4 separate regions of the Sus scrofa genome follow, and regions 1, 2 and 3 are each linked to region 4. A link is a contact called in public Hi-C and HiChIP or PLAC-seq data. All regions are on one chromosome and are shown on one strand. The core of a region is the stretch at or near the end of the contact, and the rest is flanking DNA. Distances in the headings are between cores, read along the strand shown. Region 1 holds the start of PPP1R18 (protein phosphatase 1 regulatory subunit 18). Region 2 holds the start of CCHCR1 (coiled-coil alpha-helical rod protein 1). Region 3 holds the start of PSORS1C2 (psoriasis susceptibility 1 candidate 2). Region 4 holds the start of VARS2 (valyl-tRNA synthetase 2, mitochondrial).

Region 1 (2,781 bases), core at 198-2,697, 180 kb before region 4:
GCAGCAGCTGCAGGGGGCGCGGACCGTCGGGGGTTGACTGTGAAGGTGTGTCCGCTGCGGCGGGGGGCCCCCACCCCTGGCCCCGCCTTCACCCCATAGAACAGCCGGCTCATGAGGGGATCCCCAGGGGGCTGGGGGGCAGGTGGGGCTGGGGGTGGGGGAGACAGAGGGGCTGCTGGTGGGGGCCGAAGTTCCCCTGCTTCCTCTTCCTGCTGTCTAGAGCCTCCAGTCCCAGCGTCCTCTGGTGGGAGGGGGGAGGGCACTGAGCAGCGGTTCTGCAGGGCGCTCAGAGGCCTGCCCTGAGCCCCTGCCTCCTCCTTCTCCGCCTCCCCTTCTCCAGCTTCCGCACCAAGAGGCCCCAAGTGCTTCTCTGCAGACTCCGGTTTCTGACTCTGAGTCTCTGTGTCCCTAGGTGTCCGATCTCGAACCTTCCCAGAGTTCAGGGTCCATTTCCACCCTTCTGACAGCCGCAAGTCCCTCTCGCCATCCTCCACAGGGATGGGCCTCTGGTCTGCTGCCTCCACTCCTCCAGAGCTGCTGCCTGCAGCCTCCATTGTCAGGGTCTCTGGCGACCCTGTAATGTCTTCTGGGACCATCCCTGGAAGTGTCCTCTCTTCTTTCCTCCCACATTCCTCCAAGCAGTCTTTTCTTTCTTCTCCTGAGCTCAGCCTCCACTCTGATGCCTCCAGCACCAGACTCTGTTCCTGAGACTCTCCGGAGTCAGGCCTCCGTTTATGGGCGTCTGTCAGGCCCAGCTTCTCGTGGTCAGAGACCGCCGGGCTCAGTCTACTTTCCACCACCTCTTTTCTCCTGGGGCTTTGTTCTTGAGGCTCTGCAGGTCTTAGACTCCTCTCCGGAGTTTCTCCAGGGCTCAGCCTCCATTTCCGCACCTCTGACAGCCTGGAGCTCCGGTCTCCAGCCTCTCCTGGGCTCTGCCTCCAGTCCCTAGACTCCAAAGGCCTGGGGCTTGACTCTCGAGCTCCCCCTATCCCCAGCCTCCTCTCTCTGGCCTCCCTGGGACTGAGCCGCTCTTCTCTAGACTCTCTTTCCTTGGGGCTCTGATCCCTCATCTCCCCAGGGCTGGATCTCCACTCCCGGGCCTCCAAGAGCCCAGGCCGTCTTTCCGCAAGTAGCTCCTCACTCCGCTGCTGCTGCTGCTGCTGGCGCTCTTGCCGAATAAAGCGGTTCTGGTGCACTGGCCCAATGGCCTCCAGGAGGACGGCAGACTTGTCTGGGTCTGGAGGTCCAGCCTCCGTAGTCCCAGGCGCAGGGCTAGGCTCCCCAGGAGACAGACCAAGCTTGGCTCGGCGGCGCTCCAGAAGCCCCCGCTTCCAGGCTGGCATCTGGGACAGCCGTTCCCGTTCTGCCTTCTCCCGGCCACGAACGGCTGCCTCCTCCTGCCGGCGCCGGGCTAGCAGCTGTAGCTTCCAGTCCGGGATGGTGGCCATGGTCGACTTGGGGAGGGTGGGGGAGCGCTGGGGGCAGAGAACAGGAAGGAGAGGCTCCAGAAAGGCCCAGGGGGTGAGAATAGGGGTGGGCGGAGAGGAAGTGGGGGGAGAGGTGGGACTCGGAAGAGGACAGAGGAGCTGAGAGTGAGGAAGGACAGAGGGAAAGAGGGAGAAGAGGGAGGGCAGAAAAGGGGGAACACTGAGAACGCGAAGAAGGAACTAAGAGCCAGGTAGAGGGGGTGGGGGGAGGGAGTTGAGAGGAAGAGTGGAGATTCAGGGCAGAGGTAGGAGTCAGATTTGTCAGCACAGGTTAATGGGCATCAGACAGTCCCGAGGATGTGAGAAGACTGAAAAACGAAAGAAGTTGGCGCGAGGGAGGAAGAGAAAAGAGAGGCTGGGGGTGACGGGAACAGGATCCAGGCAAGGTTGCCTCACCGCTACCCAGGAGCGCTGAGAGCTGGAGGAGAGGTCAGGGAATCCCGCCGGAGAGGGGGCAGTGGGATCTGCACGGGTGTCGGGAAGGTGGGAGGGCGGAGAGTGGACGAGTCCTGGGGAGAAGGGGAAATCGGGGCAGAGGGGTGAGGGAGCTCCGCGGCTGCAGCCCGGCGAGTCTCAGCACGGGCCCCGGAGGTCCGGGCTCCCCTTCCAGCTCCGCTCGGGCCACGCCTCTCCGGCCCCCCAGCCCCCACCCCCCGCCCCGCACTCCGCCCCGAGGCGGGTCAGGGGAAATACCCTCCCCCGGGGACTTTCGGAACCCGGGCGTCAGACCTGCCAGCACATTCCCAGAACCCTGGCGTCCACCCCCACCCGGTCCCCGTACCACCGCCTGCCTCCTGCACCGGCGGTGCCCCGGGACCCAGGCATGCGAAGGACCAGCTCCACGCCTCCGGAGCCTGCCAGTCCCGTGCCCGGTATCGGCTCTCACGGAACCCCGACATAGCCGGCCATCCCCAGCCGGCTCTGGCCGCACAGACAGGCAATCTCGGCACAAAGAGGAGACAGCCCAAGGTCCGGGCCGGGGACGGGAGAAGGGACGGGAGAGAGGAGACACCCTCCCCAAGTCTGAAGCCCCTCCGTCAACTCACTCGCCGCGGGGCTCCCGGGGGCGGGGGTGCGGAGGAGCCTGGTGTCCGGAGAGAGGAGGAGAGAGGAAGAGGAGGAGAGAGGGATCGAGGGAGATCCGGAGACAGGCGGGAGGGGAGGAGGGAGGGGGAGGAGGAGGGAAAGAGGGAGCGGAGGAGGAGGAACGGAGACAGAGACCTGGGGGCCGGGCGGGGGGCGGCGACCGCTTTGTCTGAGGACAATGGGGAAGAGCGAAGGGGGCGCGGGGCGG
Region 2 (2,700 bases), core at 124-2,623, 150 kb after region 4:
AGCCTGGTGGAACCTGAGGAATCGTAAGGACAAAGATGGTCAGTTTCCCAGGGGGACACAATCACCAGTTCCCTTGCAAGATCCCACTGACCTGAACGTCGAAACATCTCCATATCATCTGAAGTCTCTAGATTCTGTGTCCAGTCATCTATGTTCTCCTGGACAATAGGAGAAACAAGGACACTCCAATTCAATTTTCAAGCCCCCTTCCAAAGAGAGAGCCCCTACAACAGCAAAGTCAAAAGCCTTAAATAACAGCCAGGGATGGCCGACTCTTAGCTCCTCTTTTCCTACTTCCCAAAAGAAGCAGGAAATATCTGAAAATCACTTGCTTGTCTCAATCTGGTTCCTAACAGAACTATGGCAACAGCCACGAGATGGAACAAATTTACTGAGACAGGCTGGGAAGCTCTTAGGTTTTGTTCATACTTGTAGAATTCTGGGCAGTGCCTTTACCCTCCTCCTTAAGTTTCTACAGTCTCTGCTGTTCCTGGATGGAGATGACGAAGGTGTGCGGTGCAGGGGCTGTGAGCCCAATCGCCGGAGTTCTCTCCATGGCTCAGCAAGGCCTTGGGGAAGCCCATCCAGACACCACCAAGCCATGACTCCTGGGTCCTTCCTTATCAAAGCGCTGATCCAAAGCCTGGCCCCAGATGAGCATGGCTACATGTAGAGCAGGACACCTATGGGGCCCCCAGGGAATCCAGGCAGCCTAGACCCCTTGGCAGAAAAGTCATCTCATCCAAACCCTTCCAGCAACTCCCTGCTCAGTTTCTCTCTACTGTCCTCTCAGTTTCCATTCCTGTCTCCCACCAGCCTCTCCAGAGCCCCAGACAAGAGACGGCTCTTCAAGATCTCCCCACCCTCCCACCCGAATCCATCTATTCCCCCCCCCAATCTGAGATTCCTATGCCCCTCCCTACATCCTAATTTGCTTTGATCCAGAAGGAATTATTCTGGTCCCCCACGCTCATCTCTCAATTCAATTGCCTGCTCTCCCTCCCGCCTCTCCCGCAGATACTCCTGAGCCTTCGCCCTGCTGGACGAGGAGCTCTAGGGCTGTTCTGACCACTTCATTTGTCCTTTTACCCGGACCCTGTACCCCTCCACCCTGTGGACCCCTGAACCCACCCCCGCACCCCCTCTTGGCCCTTCCCGCCCCCAACCGACTCTTCCCGAATACCCCTTACCCAGCGCGAGCGACCCCTCTGCCCTTTGACCACACCCCCTACCCCTAGCTCAGAAGCGCGGCCTCAGCCCCTGACCGCGCCTGCGCAAAGCGGGCAGGTTGGCGGGACGCTCTAAAGCCCTTCACCCTTCCGGGAGGAGGAGGGGAAGAGGTGTACGCAGGCGCGGTAGTCTAAAGCCCGGCCCAATTATGGCACTGAGGGCATCTCCGCGCCCTGGCGGCTCCTCCCAACTCCGGGAACCCGGGAAAACTTGTGAACTAATCAGAAAAAGCGGAAGGCGGGAGATCGGAGACCCTCCCAGCGCGTCGCCCAATGGAGAGAAGGAGGGCAAAAGAGATGGCCAATCAGAAACGGCACGGGGGGCGGGCTCTCTCGGCGCGAAGTTCAGACCCGGGAATTCCGAAGGCGGGGTCGGTACTGCCCGCGCGCGGAGACGGCGCCCCTCCTGGCCCCGGCTTCCTCGCTGTCAAACAGCCGCTGGAGCACCAGCCCTGGCCGGAGCCTGAGAGATCCTGAGCTGCCGCACAGGCTGGCACTGCCCGGAGAGGGGACCGCTTCGAGACTGCACCTCGCGGTAGATAAGAATCTGGATTGCGGCGGGGAGGGAAAAGGCTGGGTTTCCCTCGCATGATCCCGGGAAGCCCTATCCTGTCTTTAATCCCACCTGGAGAAGTCGGGAAGCAGGGGTTTAGATCCGCTTTGTTAGAGAACATAGAGACCCATTTGCACTGCCTTTGGAGGGATGACAGTGGATAGACTTCCCACGGGGGTTTAAGCTATCTAGTTATGAGTGAGGGGTTGGCCAGAAGAGCGAGGCGCAGGCTAGCAGGTGGGTTACTCTGTTTGGATTAGCAGAATTGACAGGAAACTTCTCCAAATTACACTGAGGTGACAAGTTAGTATCACACAGAAGCAGGACCCCAGTCCTCCCCCCTTGCAATTCGCATATTCCCCAGAAGCTGCCTAACGTATTGTTGCCTGGCACAGACTTGAAGGCTCCCGGAATATTCTGCAGCCTGAGGATCTGATTCAACTTCGTGCCATAGGACATCTTCGTCTTTGCACTATACTGGGACCCTCACGAAATTTTTCAGTTGGAAAACTGTTGACAGCCAATCTTGCATCGAATCCTAGGCCCTTGCACTCTGAATTTACACTATTCGGGGAGCGTGCCCAAGGTTGAGATTGCACAAAGCACAGTTCAACTCTGCATCAGAGGGAAAGAGAACTTAGGCCAGCTGTGCATGGCCCAGGATTGGGAAGTGATGGATTCCTGAAGTGGAAGAGGTGGTGCAGAGGGGGCACCGCCCATGCTGCCCTGCTTCCAGCTGCTGCGCATAGGGGGCGGCAGGGGTGTCGACCTTTACACCTTCCACCCCCCAAGTGGGGCTGGCTGCACCTACCGCTTGGGCTGCAGGGCCGACCTGTGTGATGTGGCCCTGCGGCCCCAGCAGGAGCCCGGCTTCATCTCGGAAGTCCACGCGGAGCTGCACGCTGAGCGCCGGGGTGA
Region 3 (2,740 bases), core at 117-2,616, 140 kb after region 4:
AGACAAAAAGAGGGGTAAGGTGGGGGCTAATATAGATCCCAGGAGGGAACAAAAAATACCGAGAACACCTTCCGGGTTCAGGAATAAGGAAAGGATTAAGAAGTTAGGCTCAGTTGAAGAGAATTCAAGGCAAGTGGGAAAAGAGCTGAGCTGGAGGGCCCTCTGCCTGGAGGCACAGGATGCCTCTGGGGATCCCATTATCTGTACTCCTCCCGGGGTGGGTCAAGGTCTGGCTCCTCTCGGGATCCGTGGTCCACCTCAGGGGCAGGTGGCCAGGGGTTTTCTGGAGGCTGGGGTCCTGCTGGCCAGGGGTCGTCAGGCCGGGGAGGTTGAGGGGGATCAGTACTAGGGGGTTCAGGAGGCCAGACTCCAGATTCAGGCAGGTCTCTCCAGGGACGATTGGGCCCTGGAGCTGGAGGGTCCTCAAAGATAGGAGGTACCCCTGGCCAAGGGTCACCGGGGATTGGGGGGCCCCGAGGCAATGTTGGGGAGCCCTCCTCCTCTGAGGCCTCCGTGGATGGGGGAGATGGGTGGTCTCCGCTGCCTGAGATGCCTGTAGAGGAGGAAGGAGAAAAGTAAGAGGCAGTAAGGGCCAGCGACCCGCCCCAGGTCCCCCCCAAACTTCAGGCCCAGGGGGCACGACTTCTCAGGGATGGACTTCAGTCAGCCGATCCCACAAACCTCAAAGTAACTCTCAGAGAGCTCTCTGCACATTCACAAAATTCCAAAGTGATCTTAAAAATGACATAAAAACCTTGTCTTGAACCATTACCTGGACCAACTTTAAACTGTCAGGACCCTCCTCCCTCTACATAAGCTCCATCCACAACTGGGACACCCAGCTGGCATGGCCCCTGTGCTGGTCTGCAGTCCCAAAGCGGCCTACACTCTGGCCCCATGTGGCACCCAGACCCCACACACCTGAATTCTGATTTTTTTGATGTGTGTTGAGGGGGGGCGCGGAGAGGGAGTGCTTGAGGCATGTGGAAGTTCCCAGGCCAGGGATCAAACCCACGCCCCAGCTGCAACCCAAGCCCTAGCAGTGACAATACCAGATTCTTAACCCAATGTACCACCAGGGAACTCCATGAATTCTGATCTAAATCACCACAGGGAGCTACACTCAAACCAGCCAAGCATTTGGTCTGAGCTAAAATGTACCTTCCGGCATCACCTGCATCCCCTTTGCTCTTACCCTCACATGAATTCTCCGAATCTCCCAGAATCTCCTCTGTGCATCCATGTCACCCCCGCCTCATTTTGACCATCCCCCATCCCCCCCAAACTGCACTCCAGACCTCTACTCCCAGCTCACCTCCGGCGAACAGGCAAAGGACCAGGATCCCCAGTAGCTTCCAGTTGAGCATCTTGGCTGTCTCTTGGCCCCCAAAGTCGGGGGGGTAGGCTGAGTCTGGTTGCCCAGGAACCCCAAGAGGCTTTATAGGGAAGGCAGGAGGGGAAGAGGCCAGTCTCTGGGGAGGGGCTGGCCCAGTGACACAAGGAATCACACGGGAATCTAACTGGTCAAACCCGTTTGGAAGGCCATGGCTAGTGTGTAACCTGTGATGGTGGCGTCCCTCATTTTAGTCCCCCAGCTCAGGACCCAGCCATCCAGGCTTTATCGGTGACCTAGACCTTGGTCATCCCAACTTTGCACATCCCCTTCTGCAGCAGTTTTAATAACAGGGCCTTCCCTTTGCATCCCTCAAGGCCAGCGGCGGCCAAGGAATGGGAGCAGCCTCGCGTGGGGAAGCAGTGTAATTACAGGGGCTGGGAGGCAGGAGGCCGCGTGGGGGTGGGCGATCGGGGGCACAGGGAGGGGTGGATGGGGACGGTGAACCTTTTCAACAATGGGCTGCAGCTAGGACAGTCTCAGCTAGCACAGGTTCCCCCGCCCACCCAGGGTGAGGCCTCTTCCTGGGGCTCAGTTCTTTTCCTGGAATTGCCGCCTTCCAGCCTGTGCCTTCCCCAGGTGTAGGAGGCCTCCAAGGAGTTTCATCCAAGAGTCACCTGGGGTGACTGCAGATCAGGAAGGAAACATGAGGACCTCCTGATTCCTTCTCCCCACCCCAGGGCTGGTTCCGGGTTACACCGGAAGCTGACTCAGCTCCCCTCCTCCCGCTGGAATCCTCTTCACAGCCCTTCTGCCTCCCTCTCCTGGTCCTTGGCGAGAGCTCTGTGCCCACCCGCCTCCTCTCATCCTTCAGATGTCACTAAATGGGGTCTGTGTCTCTGAGAGCCCTCCTAGAAACTTTCTTCAGTAATGTGCCCAGAGCAGAACTCACCTCCTCACCAGGCTGTCCCATGTCCCCCTCGCCCTGGTCTGCTTCCGGCAGGAAGGGACACCACTGTCCCCCTGCGCTTCCTTCCTCTCTCTCCTCATCCCTCGGCCACACCCTAAACCGTCCTCCCCAGCCAGCCAACAGACCCCTTTAAAATGTAAATCGGAATTGTGCCAAAGTCCCCAGGTTAAAAAGCACTCCAAGGAATTCCTGTTGTGGTGCAGCAGAAAGGAATCTGACTAGTATCCATGAGGATGCGACTTCGATCCCTGGTCTCTGTCAGTGGGTTAAGGATCCAGTGTTGGCTTGAGCTGTGGTGTAGGTCGCAGACTCGGCTAAGATCCTGAGCTGCTGTGGCTGTGGTGCAGGCCAGAGGCTGTAGGTCTGAGTCAACCCCCAGCCTGGGAACTTCCATATGTCACATGTGGCCCTAAAAAAGCAAAACAAACAACAAAAAA
Region 4 (2,700 bases), core at 151-2,650:
ATTATGGGGTGAGTCGACAGCAGTAAATGAACTGCTTCAAATCGGTGCAATGTGGATTAGCTAGAAGAGGGAAATGGCGAAGGATAATTCATAGTAATATACCTGGTTTGATAAGCATTAATGGGTTTTCTTATTGTATTATATTGACTTTCTGAATATGGCTGGATCACACTAGAGTTAGGATGAGCCCTAGAACAGGCAAACAGGATTCCTTTGTAAATGCGGGGGGCAAGCCCAGGCCGCTGCCCTGAGGCAGCCCCAGACTCTGGGCCCCGCGCCTCACCTCATGCTCTCACCTCTCTCTCGTCGCCGCTCCTGACCTGCGGACCCCAGGCGTCCTCTATAACCAGTTCCTGTCACAAGTGGACTTTGAGCTGCTGCTGGCCCACGCGCGGGAGCTGGGCGTCCTAGTGTTCGAGAACTCGGCAAAGCGGCTCATGGTGGTGACCCCGGCGGGACACAGCGACGTCAAGCGCTTCTGGAAGCGGCAGAAGCACAGCTCTTGAGACTGCGGGACCGGGCGGGACAGTACTGTGACAGTACCGTGACGGCGGGCCGCTTGGAGGCGGACGCCGCCTCAGAACTCAGGGGTATTTTTTATTCACACGTCAAGACTCTTCTTGTTTAATAAAATTGTGAAAATGAACCACGCGACCCGGGGCGCTTAGCCGGGAGGCGTCTCTTCGCGGAAGACGCGCTCCTCTCTTCTCCTCGTCGGCAGCCATTGGACTGGGAGGGGGAGGAGGTGGGGCCGAGGCCAGCGGCCGCGCCTGCGCCCCATCAGGGCCCCGCCTCCCTGCGCCGCGCGGCTTGCGGATCGCGTTCCGGCTTCGGCTTCTTCGGAGCCCCAGCCTCTGCCGCCCCTGCCGCGGGGCGCCCTGGGATAGCAGCCGGCCCACCCGGTGAGCGCGCGCGTAGGAGTGGGAAGCGCTGCGGGGCCGGGGCCCACGCGGTGACTGGCGGGAAGGCAGGGCAGTGAGCTGGGCCGGGGGCAGTGCGGACGGCCTCGTGGGAGGACAGAGTTCGCAGTGACCCTGGAGGGACTCCTTGCCGGCTCTTGGGAACGCCGATGTCTATCAACTCCGCGAATCCCTGAATCCTTTCCCTGCCTCTGTCCGCATCTCTGTTTCCCCCACGTCGCAGATAAACAGGTTGAAGGCCTGAGACTCCGACCCTGTCCCAGAAGAGCCTTGATCTCTATGACTCCAGGACCCTGTCGACACCATGCACACTAGTCCTCACGGAGGAATGGGTTATGTGGGGTGGGGTCGATATTTGACAGACCAAGGAGACGGGAAGTAAGGAATAGGGTGTAACAGGAGGTGTGACCTTTTCTCACACCCATACCTTCTAATGTGCTCTGTCTGGAACAGATCCTGGCCCCTTTGCAAGCACTCCTGATGCCTCACTTGCCTCTGGCTTCCTTTCGACCACCGCTTAGGGGACTGAGGCCCACACGGTGCTTCCCCAGGTCCCATTCCCTTTCCACTCAGTCAGAGCCCCATGGATCACCCATCTCACGGAGAAACCGTGAAGCCAAACAGAAGCGCCTGCGAGAGAAGCAGGCGGCGCTGGAGACTGGCATAGCAGCAAAGGGCAAGGTTAGGAGTCAGATAGCGTGTCCTTGGTTCTCTGAGGGGGCTTGGGAGGGAGCTGGAGGAGAGACTGGCTGGATTCCTTATGCCTGGGGTACACTGGAGTTGCAACCCCTTTTCTGGTCGCTTCTCTCCCCAGCCACCTGCAGAATCCACTAAGGCCTGGACTCCTAAGGAGATAGTGTTGTATGAAATCCCCACGGAACACGGTGAAAAGAAAGGTAATTAAGAACTGGAAGGCCTCTTCCCTCACAATTTTATCGCCTCTTTGGTTTGCTGAAATGCAACCTGGGAACAAAATCCAGGAGTTAGTGGAGCTCTTGTCTGTCGCCATAGATGTCTCCCGGCCCCTGCCTCCTGCATACAGCCCCCGGTATGTTGAGGCTGCCTGGTACCCATGGTGGGTGCGAGAGGGCTTCTTCAAACCAGAATATCAGGTTAGTACCCAGCAGGGAGGAGTGCTAAGTGGTCCACAAGGCGAAATGGCTGGTGGAGTTGGTGTCTCCACAATTGTTCTCTGTAGGTTTTTCCCTTCCTTATTAATTTGCTTATTTTTTCTGCATTTCTTTCTGCCTTGCAGACACCAGAGGGTGCTATTTCTCCAGGGAACATCCAGCCCTCTCTGACTTTTCTCCTTGCTTCTAGACCAGGCTGCCTCAGGCTACAGGGGAGACCTTTTCCATGTGTATCCCACCCCCTAACGTCACTGGCTCCCTGCACATCGGGCACGCCCTGACGGTGGCCATACAGGATGCCCTCGTGCGCTGGTGAGAGGAGAATGGGCTACTTGAGTTCTGGAGGGGAAGGAGAAAGTGTGCGAAGGATAAACAGGTAAGGCCAGGGATTCATGTGAGGTTATTTCTTTTGCAGGCACCGGATGCGTGGGGATCGGGTGCTGTGGGTCCCTGGCTCAGATCATGCAGGGATTGCTACTCAAGTATGTTTTTTGCCACTTTTCCCTTTTCTTGGGTGAAAGAGCTTTCTTCCCCCAAAGTGACCCGATTCTCTGCGCCCTCATCTTACTGTAGGCTGTGGTGGAGAAAAAGCTGTGGAAGGAACGAGGGCTGAGGAGACGTGAGCTGAGCCGAGAAGACTTCCTTAGGGA

The links. Hi-C and Micro-C count contacts between places; a contact is called where the count stands out from the background. HiChIP or PLAC-seq counts read pairs in DNA pulled down with a chosen protein or histone mark.
Region 1: a contact with region 4 is called in an H3K27ac HiChIP or PLAC-seq map of alveolar macrophages. The contact joins the promoter of PPP1R18 here to the promoter of VARS2 in region 4. A contact is called at or near these places in 1 of 47 Hi-C or Micro-C datasets (epiblast stem cells) and 1 of 2 datasets of contacts at active chromatin or transcription factors (alveolar macrophages).
Region 2: a contact with region 4 is called in a Hi-C map of liver, with 5 times the contacts expected there. The contact joins the promoter of CCHCR1 here to the promoter of VARS2 in region 4. A contact is called at or near these places in 1 of 5 promoter capture datasets (liver), 2 of 47 Hi-C or Micro-C datasets (liver and skeletal muscle) and 1 of 2 datasets of contacts at active chromatin or transcription factors (alveolar macrophages).
Region 3: an H3K27ac HiChIP or PLAC-seq map of alveolar macrophages shows a contact between it and region 4, with 9 times the contacts expected there. The contact joins the promoter of PSORS1C2 here to the promoter of VARS2 in region 4. A contact is called at or near these places in 2 of 5 promoter capture datasets (fetal liver and liver), 6 of 47 Hi-C or Micro-C datasets (embryonic fibroblasts, epiblast stem cells, mesenchymal stem cells and 1 more) and 2 of 2 datasets of contacts at active chromatin or transcription factors (alveolar macrophages and skeletal muscle).

Annotation. Positions count from the first base shown.
Region 1 is chr7:23,218,868-23,221,648 of Sscrofa11.1, forward strand. It overlaps PPP1R18 (protein phosphatase 1 regulatory subunit 18), which reads right to left and starts at 1,448. Exons shown (of 3, transcript NM_001128480.1): 1 at 1-1,448. The coding sequence starts at 1,448.
Region 2 is chr7:23,556,777-23,559,476 of Sscrofa11.1, forward strand. It overlaps CCHCR1 (coiled-coil alpha-helical rod protein 1), which reads right to left and starts at 1,374. Exons shown (of 18, transcript XM_021098445.1): 1 at 1,233-1,374; 2 at 92-158; 3 at 1-13. The coding sequence starts at 113. It overlaps TCF19 (transcription factor 19), which reads left to right and starts at 2,501. Exons shown (of 3, transcript NM_001167591.1): 1 at 2,501-2,700. The coding sequence starts at 2,501.
Region 3 is chr7:23,540,547-23,543,286 of Sscrofa11.1, forward strand. It overlaps PSORS1C2 (psoriasis susceptibility 1 candidate 2), which reads right to left and starts at 1,367. Exons shown (of 2, transcript NM_001123171.1): 1 at 1,316-1,367; 2 at 198-553. The coding sequence starts at 1,367. The coding sequence ends at 198.
Region 4 is chr7:23,403,623-23,406,322 of Sscrofa11.1, forward strand. VARS2 (valyl-tRNA synthetase 2, mitochondrial) reads left to right here and starts at 1,401. Exons shown (of 29, transcript NM_001123214.1): 1 at 1,401-1,601; 2 at 1,735-1,816; 3 at 1,932-2,032; 4 at 2,241-2,362; 5 at 2,466-2,532; 6 at 2,624-2,700. The coding sequence starts at 1,401. GTF2H4 (general transcription factor IIH subunit 4) reads left to right here. Exons shown (of 13, transcript NM_001123120.1): 13 at 334-506. The coding sequence ends at 506.